Regions from separate parts of the Anser cygnoides genome. Here region 1 is linked to region 2. Evidence: chromatin contacts called from public Hi-C data. All regions are on one chromosome and are shown on one strand. The core of a region is the stretch at or near the end of the contact, and the rest is flanking DNA. Distances in the headings are between cores, read along the strand shown. Region 1 holds the start of STARD9 (StAR related lipid transfer domain containing 9). Region 2 overlaps STARD9 (StAR related lipid transfer domain containing 9).

Region 1 (6,406 bases), core at 162-2,661, 46 kb after region 2:
GCATTTGTGTACTGCTTTGTGTACTGCTTTTTATTTCTAGAGAGTATAATGGCAATTTATTTAACCAGTCAGTGCTAGGAATGACTACCAGTACGGAAGTAAATTAGAGAATATCTCCAACATTAAAGCAACACTAAGCAATGAAAGGCTAAACTTTGCTTAATTCCATGCTGCAACTTTTCTTAAAATATGCCACTATCTATGAAAATCTGTTCTATCCACAGCTGTGTTATAGATCAGAATTATATTACCCGAACATCTGTTTTCTTAATGTCATTATGGCTAGAATATTTTTAGATCAGTTGGTTTTGAGCCAAAGGTAAAATTTATTGAAAACCTGTAAATTACTTTCCACCTTTCCCTTTTCTATTATTTAAGACTAGCAGTTTTTTGTTGTTGTTGTTTTGTTTGTATGGTTTTTGTTTGTTTCGTTGGTTGGTTTTTGCTCGGTTGGTTGTTTTTTAGTTTGTTTGGGATTTGTTTTTACATTATTTTACTTTATTCAGCATTCTCTGCTATCTTCCTACAAAAAGTCCACAGGCAAATCATAACCTAAAAGTGCAAAGTGTGCTGCTGTATTGCTGGTTAAGCAACTAGGCAAGTGTGCTGGCTGGGCACCTCTTCCAGAATCATTTTCCCCGCTCCGTGAAAGGGTTATTTATCACACAAGGCAGTGAAGTCAGAAGGCAACGTGGGACTCACACTAACCAGAAGGCAGCCTCCAATCTCTGCGACAGCCCTCTGAGCAGTTCTGCCCGGAGCGCTACAGCATTCCTCTGACAGGAGGCGTAAATTACTAGCCACTAAAATCTGCTTTTCCTTCCTTTTCCTCCCCGAACTTCCACAGCCTGCAGCAGGGTTTCAACCACACGTTAGATCCAGAGCCCACAAGCGCGCTGTGCTGCGGCACCTTCTTGTTTGGGGGAGTTGTCCTCAAGCCATATTGCCTGCCTGCCGCCCTTCCTATTGGAGACGAGCAGCCGGGGAGGGAGCGGAGCAGCGCCGAGCGCCAGTGGGAATGTCCGGCTCTGGAAAATCCAGCAACAACGGAGGGGGAAGAGAAGCCTCCCTCACGCTGGATGACAACTGTCCCATCTGGGGGAGCCCGGGAGGAGGAAAGCCTCGGGGTTCCTAAGCAAGCCTCCCGAGCCACTGGGCGCGCCGGAGGGACGACCCCAGCCCCGCTCCCCCTTCCCCGTCCCGAGCACGGCGCTGCCCGGCCCGGCCCCGCCTCGCACCCCAGCTTGTCACGGAGCCTCCCCGCGGCGCCCCCACGCACCTTTTGCTCAACGGCCGGACCCGCACAGCCACCTTGACGTTGGCCATGGCTCGCCTCAAGCCCGGCCGCCCGCGCCCCGGCCCCGCATCGCGCCCCCCGCTCCGCGCCCCGGGGCGGAGCCGCCCGACCCCGCCTCGCCTCGCCCCCGGGGCGGGCCCGGCCCGAGCACAGGCCTGGGCCCGCTGCCCTCACACCGCCCTCACCGGATTTGGCGAGCGGAGTGGTGGCAATAGCTAGCCCTCCTGCAGATTTGAAACCTCCAAAGATGAATTTAAAGCAATTTTAGTCTATTGCCTTGACAAAGGTTTTACACTTAATATTAAACCCACCAAAACTTGAACAATTTGCGTTTAGAATATTGTCTCTGTCAAATACCAACATGACTGAGGAGAGGTGAGAGCAAGTAGCATTTGTCAGCCACAAACAGGATACCAGGCCTATTACAGGATTTCTGACTGGCAAAACAAAACAAAAGTTGTTAATTTTATTGCACTTGCTTCTGGTTTGGGTATTTCTAAATACTAGAAATTGGGCAGTATCTGAACACTCAACTACAGTACTTTCACAGCAGATAGGTTCACGTTATAAAGCAATCTATGCTTACATTCCCTTTCAATTACACTATTTATATATACTTTAAGTATAGACGTCCCCCTGAGGTGACTTGACTTAAGCTCCAGAAACATGGAATCTAAATGAAAGATACCACAATACAGAAACCTTCCAGAGTGAAGGTATACAATGAATCCTTCAGACTTGCTTTTCCCAATTCATGACCCACCACAGAGATGTTAAAATAAATACTACAAGCTGTGAACCACCGTCTGATTCAATAGATTTAGCCCTTCAGTCATACTAAAGAAAGAATCAGTACGTCAATGACAAATTGCATTCACTAAACCCTACCATTTCCACAGACAAGTCTCCAATACTGGAGTAAAACAAGAAAATATGCTTCGCTCTTTGGATATGGCAAAAGTACAAATTCATCTTCATTTCAAGGAATTATAATGAATAACCTAACTAGAAATGTTCTCATCCTATCTCTCTGAGCCTTAGATTACAATATCTTTAGTTTACCTGACTGACCTAAAGCATCACTGTAAGACAATTTGAGAGAGAGATTAAACCAGCAATATAGACAACGAACCATAATTCCAGAAGTCTGGATTCTGTTTCTTCCAGTCTCACAGAATGTAAAAATCACAGCTTCTCTGCAGTTGCATAAAAAGACCATCATTTTCAAAGTATGAAATGAACCATGGGGGACCTCGGGCTCAAATCCCACAATGGGATCCGATTAAAGCTTACAGGACTCAAACTCCAGTTTATATGCTCAGATCCTCCTATCTCTTGACATTCTGCTTGACTTAATCCAAGTAATTTGTCTTTTTAACATTTCTTGGCAGCAGAAGAGAGGAAAATCTGCACAGGAAAATCAGCTGCATTTGTATACTATATTAGAGAATTGTTAAGTTATACTCTTTGACATCATACCCTTCGGAATAATGTAGTCTAAAAAGATTAATAACAGAATTCTTGGAAATTTTCAAATATTTAATACTGAGTAGACCAATTACAAGTAACTCTGAACAGAAGGTGTTCAACATAGAACTAACTATTTTTTCCTTAATTTTACTTTGTTTTGATGCACCTCTCCTAAACTACGGTGAAATTTGTGTGGTATTGAGCCACCTAGTGGTTACTTTCAAAAAAATAAAGGACTCACTTTTAAAAATAGAAATCAAGTTGTAGCTAAAAAGAATTAAGATAACTGAGGATGCAGTAACAGAAGGGAATATATCTGCATGTTTGTTCCACTTCTTCAATATAAAACTGGGTGTTCACAAAAGACAACTGTCCTGGTTTATAGATGTCCTGGCAGTGACGTTTTACCAACACATCTTTTCAAGACATAAAAGCTACCGAGACTGTGAATTGGAACAGGCACAGTAGCTAAGTTGTCAGTCATACTTATGGAAAAAATTACATTCTAAGGAGATCACTGAATACAGGGCAAGCAATAGAAGAGGAGAGACTGAAGAATGTATTTATCACTATCATAGAAACATGGGTTACAAATTTGTAGAACTGCTAAACATCACCAAGTCCATTCCCTGCTTTCCCAATCAACCGTGTCATAGCTGTAATAAATTGTAACCTAAAACTAATATAATTCCTTGTTTGAACTATTAGGTTCCTATCTATAGTGCTTCCATAGCACTTAGAACCAGTCTTTGGTTTTTAAATGTGGGATTCCATAACAAAATGAAAACCAAGAAACTTGGTTCTTAAAATCTAGTGCTTTTATTGAAGTTTTATAGGTACATACAAAATACAGTGTATTATCAAAATACTTACAAAAATGAATAGACACATTATAGCAAACACATGAGAAATATCAAAACAAAATTGCACTGAAGATACAGGCTCCGAGGGAATCCTGCCCAACTATTTCAAAAAATAACTCCCTAACAGTCTTTTCAGTAGTCTGCCTTCCTATGAGCTACTGCTCAAAGTTGGAGAACGGATAATCATTGAACTAGAATGTCAGAACATAAATAGAACTACTTACAAAGTCCCTGTTGTATTAAGGCACAACTACGTTGTAGTTTTAACAGGCTTAAATTGCAGTTCTTCGAATAGCCATCCTATATAAGGAAAAAAAAACGATGTGCTAGGTTAAAGATAAGCCAAAGTCCAATTCAGCAGTATTGCAGACGCCATCAGAATACGTTTCTTTTTGCAGTTCCCTCCATTTCAATATTTGCTCTGTCAGCTCCTCCAAGTCTGTCACCAGCACCTCTGTTTTTGTCAAAGCAATGTCCTGAAGAAGAGAATTAGACTTCATCTCTATAACCTGTCAAGCTAGCAGGAAACAAAAACAATCTAAGCAACCCAACAGCATTGAGAAGCTTTTTTTTTTTTTTGCTACTCACCATGTTCTTCATGACAGTTGGTATCTGAGGGATACTTTTCGCACTTTGCAAATGACTTTCAAGCTTCTCAACGAAAGACACAGCCTCAGTCAACAACTCTACTACGTACCTGTAGCCAAGAATGAGCTCAGAAGTTGTGCAAACAATGCAGGATCTAATACTTTCAAGCATTCCTTTCTTTCCCACTATGGGTTTCCTTAGTCCTCTTCTCCATTTTTATATGAGTTCCTAGTCACGTAATTAATTTCTGTGCAATTACAATTCTTTTATGGCTCTCAACAACAAGTAAGGCAGGAGTTACTGAAGTGCATACTTCTGTAACTAGACTAGATTTTTAGACCATGAGGAGAAACGCTATTTTTTAAACATTTACTACCTATCTCTGGGAATCATCCACACACTTATTCTGAGCAAGTCATAGTGGAAAGAAGACACCAAAAGCTACAGTAGTGATTCCTACCTATGGAGAAGCGAAAGGAATCAAGAATTTAACACATCCATTTAAAAAGATACATAATCAATTGTGTAGTCTTCAGAAAGTAAGACCAATCAACTAAGCAAATATTCATTAAAAAATTACATTCACAGAGAAGTGAATGAAAGCATCTGATTTTTTCTAAAATATAATTAGCTCAAATTAATTTGGACTCACTCAAACAAAGAACCATTACTTTTTATATGCTTACTTGTGATATTCAGCCTTAACAGGAAGGTTCTCTTGACATATAGGCTTCAACAGCCTCTTCCTAAGTTTCTTCTTCTCTTTCAGTACTGCTTCCAAGTGTCTGTTCATATCTTGCAATATCTGGCATTTTTTGTCTATAAAATAAAATTGCAAAGTTGAAGCTATTATCCTGCTAGAACAAGAACAAAGTTTCTTCTTTAGAAAGGAAGAAAAAAATCTGCTCTATCACTCAGGATAGTGTACACTCAAGATTGATATCATTAGTCAGAATGACTTGTGTTGGATACTATAGGACTTAACATCAACACGCACCTCAAAGAAAGTCATATATAGTTTTTAGAGATACAGCTTTGTTAATTGCCTTACATCATCTATAGTTCTAAGTAAACTGTCTTGAAGAGATCAAACCCACTTCTTAAAACTATGCCATAGGATTGAAATATTACAGTATACTTTACTAGCATAATGCAGTATTAGCAAACTAGAATCTTTAAGTATCCGTCAAGTCATAGGGGGAAAAGCAAGAAATACCAAGGAAATGAATCCATATGCTCCCCCAAAAATAAAATAAAACCAAGTAATTCTAGGGTCCACAGATGAAGTAGAAACGCATCAGGTTACTGGATAAGCAGTAAAGTATCACACACGCCAAAGGAAGCAACACAGATGACTGATGATCTCAATACTCCTGACGTTCCATTGAACTTGGGGAGCTGAGGGCAGACACAGACAGACACACACAGATTCTACTGCACGTCCTTCTGATTAAGTTCATATATTACACAAACATTCTTTTGGGGAAGGTTAATAATATATTTGCCACCTCTAACAAGCTACGCAGTGGGAACAGCTGCAGTAACTTCTAGAAGTGTGATGTACTTAGATGAAAAAAATCTGCTGAGGCAGTCATTTAAAATTAAAACTCTTGTGTTTCCCCTCTCCCCCCCCCCCATGGTACATAGAAAACTTACCTAAGTAAAAAGGGTGAACAATGTCTGCTGTCTCCCTCTCCAACTGCAGGATCTCAGTTTCCAGTTTCTTCTACAACAAGAATAAAAATCGAAATGAAAATGAATTTTTAATATACTTATCCAAATACTGCTGGCCCTCTTGGGGCAGGGAAAAGGTGAGGGAAGGAGAGGTAAGAAGGGGGACAGTGCACTTGTGAGAGAGTAGCCACGTGCGTAAGAGCATACTACTAATTTCCCTCAAGGTGTGTGGTTTTTTTTGTTGGTTAATAGGAAGAGACAGTTAAAAAACCAAAACTACACATACAAAAAAAATATTTTGGTGATTTATTGGGAACTTGTGCTGCAAGAGACAGATTCTGCAATTCATTCTTAAAACACAGATGCTCACATGTCCTACAAAGCAGTTTCATAGCCTATATCCTGCTAAAGAACCTCTCAAAGCTTAAGTCTCCTCCTTTTGGCAAACACTGTTTTGTGATATTAATTGTTTTAAGCTGAGGGGGAACGTCTCAGGTTAACCTCTTAGCTTTAA
Region 2 (6,244 bases), core at 1,734-4,233:
TAACAGCTTAAACAATTGCAAGTGAAACAAAAAATAAGTACCTCACATATACGAGGTGTCAGCCCAATGGATGCCTTCAAATAACAACACAAAAAAAATAAAATTAAACAATATACTTGCTATCATTGTTGCAAAATTAATTTTTAAATAAAACCCAAATAATAAGAAAAGGATGGAAAGGCACAGCACTGAGGTTATGACTGTATGGTAGATTACAACACAAACCACTCTGTATTGCAGTTCAGTACAGCATGGCGGTGCCCTACTACTCCAGCTGAAGCATCTAGCACGGGACTAGTGTGCTGTGAAATGTCACCTGTCTTAGCTTCAATGAAAATGTTTCTTGTAGCAAAAGTCACTTTAGAGCAACTTACACAGCATCAATAAGAAATTTAGAGACTTGCTGGGTTACATCCAAGCTCCAAGCACTGTTTGATGTAAAGACACTGGGCAGGTCTTTGTCAGGGGTGTTTCAATGTAGGTAAAGCCAGGACAATACAGACTAGTTTGATCGGTTACTGATATTTTATTTTTCCTTATTCTACTTACTTTATTTTGTGCTATGGCATCACAGAACTTTCTGTTCTAGAGTTATAAACCTGGTCTGTCAGAGAAAAGATATGAGCTGCTAAAAACACTCAAACTACCCAATTTAAAATTTGCCTCAACGGGCTACATAGCACTGAAGTAGTACTATGCTTTTTTGTAACAAACTGTCTGACATGATTGCTCACACTTTGGTGACTGCAGCACCCTGAGAGAGAATCTCAGGCTTAGGTGGAATCTCCTTGCTGAAGAGCATGAAAGGCTTTTAAAGGGTATGCTTGAAGAGGGTTGGAGGTACAGAGAAATTCTGGATTCCTCAAGTAGATATACTACCACAGACAAAAGTTCAGTTTAGACACTTGATTCTTCCTAGTTATGAACACTGTTTCACAGTGCATATTACTAAAGATTAAATCAAAGCAGGATTTCATTAGAGGAAACAAATCACTTTATAAGCCAGAAATATCTAAGAAACAAGACAACCTGGCAATTTTCTTAGAAAGAAATAATGATAATTTCAAGAGTTGGCTATTCTGAATTGCTAAAATATTTCCAAAACAATTTAATACAAATAGCCTAGTTTATCTCTCATCAACTTTTATTTTAACATTTCAAGAAGTTAAGCTTGATTTAAAACAAAACAGAGAATCAGGTCATGATCTGACAAAATCCAGTTGGTGATGTCTGTGGATTAAAAATAAATAAATAAACCCAAACTCTTGTCAAAAGCACAAACCACGCCAGAACAGTCTTTTTGTATCTCTGGAGCTTGAACAAATTTTATTTGTATTTCACTTTATAAATTGAATTAGCATAGGGGAAGTAAATAGCTGCCCACTCAAAAAAACATTAAATAGAATTTCTCCTTTTAACAGGCAACTCACACTTAACCAACAACCAATAACATTTATGGATAGAGAACAAATTGCCTTGCGTTGCAGCCAAACACAGGAATTCCTCAGCTGACTCCCATCAAACTGAGTACCAAGGGTAAAGGGCACTGTAAGTGGTTCCTGGCAGCCAAGTAACTTAACATGCAACAGTTTCTAAAAACACCATTCAATTCATTTCAAAGCTGGAAGCAAAGCAAATATTAGTTTCCACAGGCCAAAGTATAGCTTCTGCAACAGATAAATGTCTCAAGTAGATAATGAAGCTTGTTATAAAAGTATTCCTTTGAATTATATCCAGATTTATTTGTGAACATAATTTAATTTCAGCATGGCTAGAATTGCCAAAAAAATCCATGAGAAGAAATACTTCTAAGTATGTCTTCTAAGTCAGCAATAAGTTTCACACACAGTAAAATAAAGAAATAAGAAATATTTCAACACCACCACATTCACTATTTTTTTAGCCGATGCTATGTTATTTACCTAAGGCTAAAGGTTTGTCTCTTATTTTATATATAAAAAACACCAAGAAAAAACATACACGAGCATTCTGCTAAACCAGCACCATAATCACAGTTTAAGAATAAAACAATGTTTCTACATCCCACCCTCAACCCTAAGTGTAAAACAAATGGTGTAACTCACAGGTGTTCCCATCATTGTGTAAGTTTTTCCTGAACCTGTTTGTCCATATGCAAAAAGGCAGATGTTGTATCCTCTAAATGCACCTGACAACACAGAAGTGCCAAGGTCCTGGAACACCTGGAAAGACCAACAGAGACATAACAGTCCATGAGTAACATACCTCCCTAGAAACAATCTGCATTACTTGTAGACCTTTCAGCTTTAATAACACCATATGAACAATGAGCTTCATAGCATTTGTATTTCTAATTTATCAGGCACAATGTCAAGTGTCCAGCATTCGCCCGTCAGATCATCCAAACACTGGTATGCCAAGCACAAACTGAGCATTGTTTAACTGTGATTTCCTGCCTGCCTTCTCTTATTTTATGCTTAAAATAAAAGACGTGTAAATTCTTGAGGATCCTCTTTCCCCACCCACCCATATTTTTATAGTCCTCACTATAAATCTAGCAGAAAAGCATCTCTTTGAAGCAATGACATCAATAGGAGCATTAGACAAGAGAATTACAGGTCAAAACCAAAGCCTAACCCATAGCCTGCAAGCTATACTTCACCCAGGCAATGCTTCTTTCTGACCCATTTGGTCAGTAAGCAATGCCACCAAATGTTAAAGTGCATTTCTGTTCGTGGCACACACACAGTGACGTGCCTTCTGCTGCTCCTAACACAGAGCCAGGTATGGCTACCACCGTCAGTAGCTTCCAAACCTCACATTGGTCTCGCCGCGGCTGCAGAAGTTGGGCCATGACAGCTAGACTACTCACATTGCGAGGCAGGGATAATAGTTCATTCTGCTTTCCCTTTCCTTTTCGGAGACACAGCTGCCCCGAATTGTGGCCATGTTCTCAGAACATCAAAGCCTTGCCACAGACCAGCTGAAAAGACACCTGGCAAAGTTTTCTAGGAAGTGCACATTGGATCAAAAGGTTCCAGTAGGCAGGCCGCCAAGCCCTTAACACAGCATTAGCCTTTCAAAAGAAATGTTGCAACTATTAATGATCTTGCCATTCACACAGGAAACTAGCTAAGGTATATAGAATGATGCATAGGATTTCCGTTACCAGGTCATTTGGTTCTCCAGCAGACAGATAAATGTATTAATTTGATATACAATTCAATAGAAAAATGAACTTCATAGTTATTACCACTCCATCTAAACTGCCCAGAAGAGATTAAAATCCTCCTCCTGAGACTTTTATTTTCAGATTGTACTTCAACTCAAACTGAAACAAGGAGCTAATTTTCATCTGAAAAATCAATAACATCCCCATTTAGAAGAATTTGACTACCCCTGCCTATACGTGTAAAGGTATGTAGAATGTGGGAACATCTGCTTCATTCAGGTTATCAGATCAAGGACCTTCTCAATTCAAAGAAAGCCATAAGTAACACTGAAAGTCATGAACAAAACTCACAGACACAAACAGACTTGACAAGGGCCAACAGAGGCAGAGAAAGTCTCCAGTCGGTCCCTGATGGGCCACGAAGAAACTGACATGTAGCTTTAGAGAGGGCCAATCCGGACTTGCTAAGCAACAAGCCAGGGGAAATAAGAGGAACAGAAAGATTTGGGATACTTGAGGTGCAGCTGCAGGGCTACGCAAAGCTTATTAAGGTACATTTAAGGGAAGGGGACTGGGGAAGAGGAAGGAGCGCAGAAGTGGCTGGTCTCACAGAAGCAGCAGATCAGTACGCTTGTCTGACTGAGCCCCATACCTGACCACCACAGCCAATGCTATTTTCTTATTTAATAATTTCTTGATGTTCCCATGTAATCACACCCTCTACCCCACGCATGTGCTGTAAGGACCAGATGCCAGCAGCTGGTGAGACTGGAGCAAGTTTAGGGCTGGTGATGGAGCCAGAAGGTGAGCAGGCATCGCACCAGCAGCACCAGCAAGTGGAGTGAGTGGGAGTAAGTGACAGCAACTGGAGTGGGATTGCGTGCCGCAGGGTCTATGTACCAGCTACTAAGGGAACTGGAGCAGGCTGAGTGTCTCAGTATCAGCAGCTAAAGAGGGGACCATTGGTCACAGGGCCTGGGTTCCAGGTGCCAGCCACTGGGGTAAAGCAAGTGAGGGTCTCAGCATCAGAGTTGAGGGCCCAGGTGCCAGCTGCTGGCCAGAAGGGTAATGGGAAAAGAGGGGTTTGGAGGGCTGACATTTTCTCTTGACACAGTACATGTTGATGTGCACTTGTGCAATTTGCTGGTGAACTTCAAACTGGATGTGCCAGTGAGCGGGAGATCCACAGTCCAGCCAGGAATATTAAATGGATGGAGGGCCTATGGTGGTAGCTGAGGGACTCAGCAGAAGGGTGGTTGTGAGCACAGGCACATTTGCTAGTGAGCAGCAAGCTGGGCTACCAGGCAAGCAAAAGACCTGCCCAGCAGTTAGTAGCGCTCACGCTCCAGGCAAGAGTATTAGATAGGCCCATGCTGGTATCTGAGGGATCTGCAGACAGGCACATGCACATTCCTAGACCTGGAGAGTTATAGGGCATGCATTTTCACCAGCCAACTTGAGCCCCAACCAGCTGGATAGGATAAAGGGAACCTGACTGCCTATGCTTATGTTTTGTGTGTGCTGCTAGTGTTGTACGTGGGTGCTGCTGAAGGCAGAGGCTTCTAGGGCAGCCCACATGGGCAGCTCTGTCAGCGTCCCGTGTCCTCTGTCCCTGCCAGCAGCTGTAGTGTTAGGATGCAGACCAAGACTCATGCCTGGTTGAACCCACAAAGGGGAATGCAGCTACCCCATCCATCAGTGTGGGATGGAGACACCTCCAGGGCTTGAGGCACACAGGGCTGGCCTCGAAGGGTTGGGGAAGAGGAAGCCCCAGCTCCAGGAGTCCACAGGAGGCAGTGAGTGACCTTACATATCCTTCCTTAGCTGTATTGTTTATTATTAGGAACAACTAATTGTAGTCTTAAATAATTAAATGAAAGCACAAAGTCCAGAACACACACAAAGAACTCCTAGTTTGGTTGCAACACAGCTGCCTAGTAATTCCTTATGAGGAACAATATACCATAAAAAGGTCAACCTTTAAAAGCAGAAAAACTAAAGTATGTAATAGCAAAATACATCAGTGGTGTGTAATTGAAGGAGGAATGAAAAAAATAATTGACGTTATAGTGTAATGGTTAAAAGTTATGGTGAAATTAAAAGTATTATCACACTACTTTCACAGATATTCCTATATAGAGGGACATGGAACCAAATATTTGCCATGACGTTGGTTTAGAACTTGTATAAAGAACACAGCAACGCACAAAAAGACAGAGACGGGGCTTAAATGAATAGTACAGAAGAAGCACATGAAAATGTCAATTTTAAGGTGCCACTATGAAAAGAAAGTGCACAGTTTAAGAGAAAAGAGGAGAAGAGGAAAGTTTAGCACCAGGAATTTTAATAGCCTGAGCATTAGCATCAGAGGGAGCTTAAAATGGGCTAGGCAAAAACTGAAAGCTGTAGCTTCAAAGCACCAGACAAAAGAAAGGTGAAAAAAAAAACAAACAAAAGAACAATTACAAAGTGGGTTCTGAACCTTGTAGGTAAGTAGGGAAAGTTGTATTTGATGTGGTAAGGGGAGAGAAGAGTTTCTTCTTTCCAGCAGCAGAATGGAATTACCATGAAAAATCCTCCCAGAGCTTTTACAAAAACAGTTATTCTGTTACGCTCTTCAGATCTAAATGTTTCCTGATTCCACAACTAAAACTGAGAGAAAAAATGTTCCTTATAAATCACGTACGTATTGGAAAGTATAAAAGAAGATCACAGGCAGCACTTTGTCCATGAGGCTTGCCTTCTGAGTTGTGGGAAAATATAAAAGTAGGGATTAAGCTGGGGGTTGGGTTTTCTCAGAGGTTGCTTGGAGCAGTGCTTCAACATCTGTTTTTACTTACAGCCCTTCTTCTATATGGAAGCTCCACTTAAAAATAGTAATTGAATAAATATAGCAATCTGTGCAATTAGCTCTGTTGCTTTTTATTTTACTTGAGTGGTGGGATTCATCGGGACTGAGTGCAGTGGGATTTCTTACATGAGTAAGGGCTGTGGAACTTGACCCTGTATTTGTTTCAGAGTTCTCTTTCACAACACGTTCTGAATCTTCCATTGCTCCTAATTCACTCTTTTTCACATGTTATACCTTGATTA

Evidence for each region. A called contact is a pair of places that touch in the nucleus more often than the background predicts.
Region 1: a contact with region 2 is called in a Hi-C map of liver, with 2.5 times the contacts expected there. The contact joins the promoter of STARD9 here to the enhancer-like site in region 2. A contact is called at or near these places in 2 of 7 Hi-C or Micro-C datasets (granulosa cells and liver).

Annotation. Positions count from the first base shown.
Region 1 is chr5:32,095,630-32,102,035 of Taihu_goose_T2T_genome, forward strand. It overlaps STARD9 (StAR related lipid transfer domain containing 9), which reads right to left and starts at 1,412. Exons shown (of 34, transcript XM_048064883.2): 1 at 1,280-1,412. The coding sequence starts at 1,326. HAUS2 (HAUS augmin like complex subunit 2) reads right to left here. Exons shown (of 6, transcript XM_048065131.2): 3 at 5,875-5,944; 4 at 4,905-5,037; 5 at 4,219-4,327; 6 at 3,564-4,106. The coding sequence ends at 3,957.
Region 2 is chr5:32,047,853-32,054,096 of Taihu_goose_T2T_genome, forward strand. It overlaps STARD9 (StAR related lipid transfer domain containing 9), which reads right to left. Exons shown (of 34, transcript XM_048064883.2): 4 at 2,085-2,201; 5 at 42-74. Among named protein-coding and RNA genes, the nearest start is that of STARD9, 46 kb to the right of the region's middle. Within about 2 kb of position 2,984, at least 1 of the 3 cell types and tissues checked has open chromatin away from gene starts, as enhancers often do.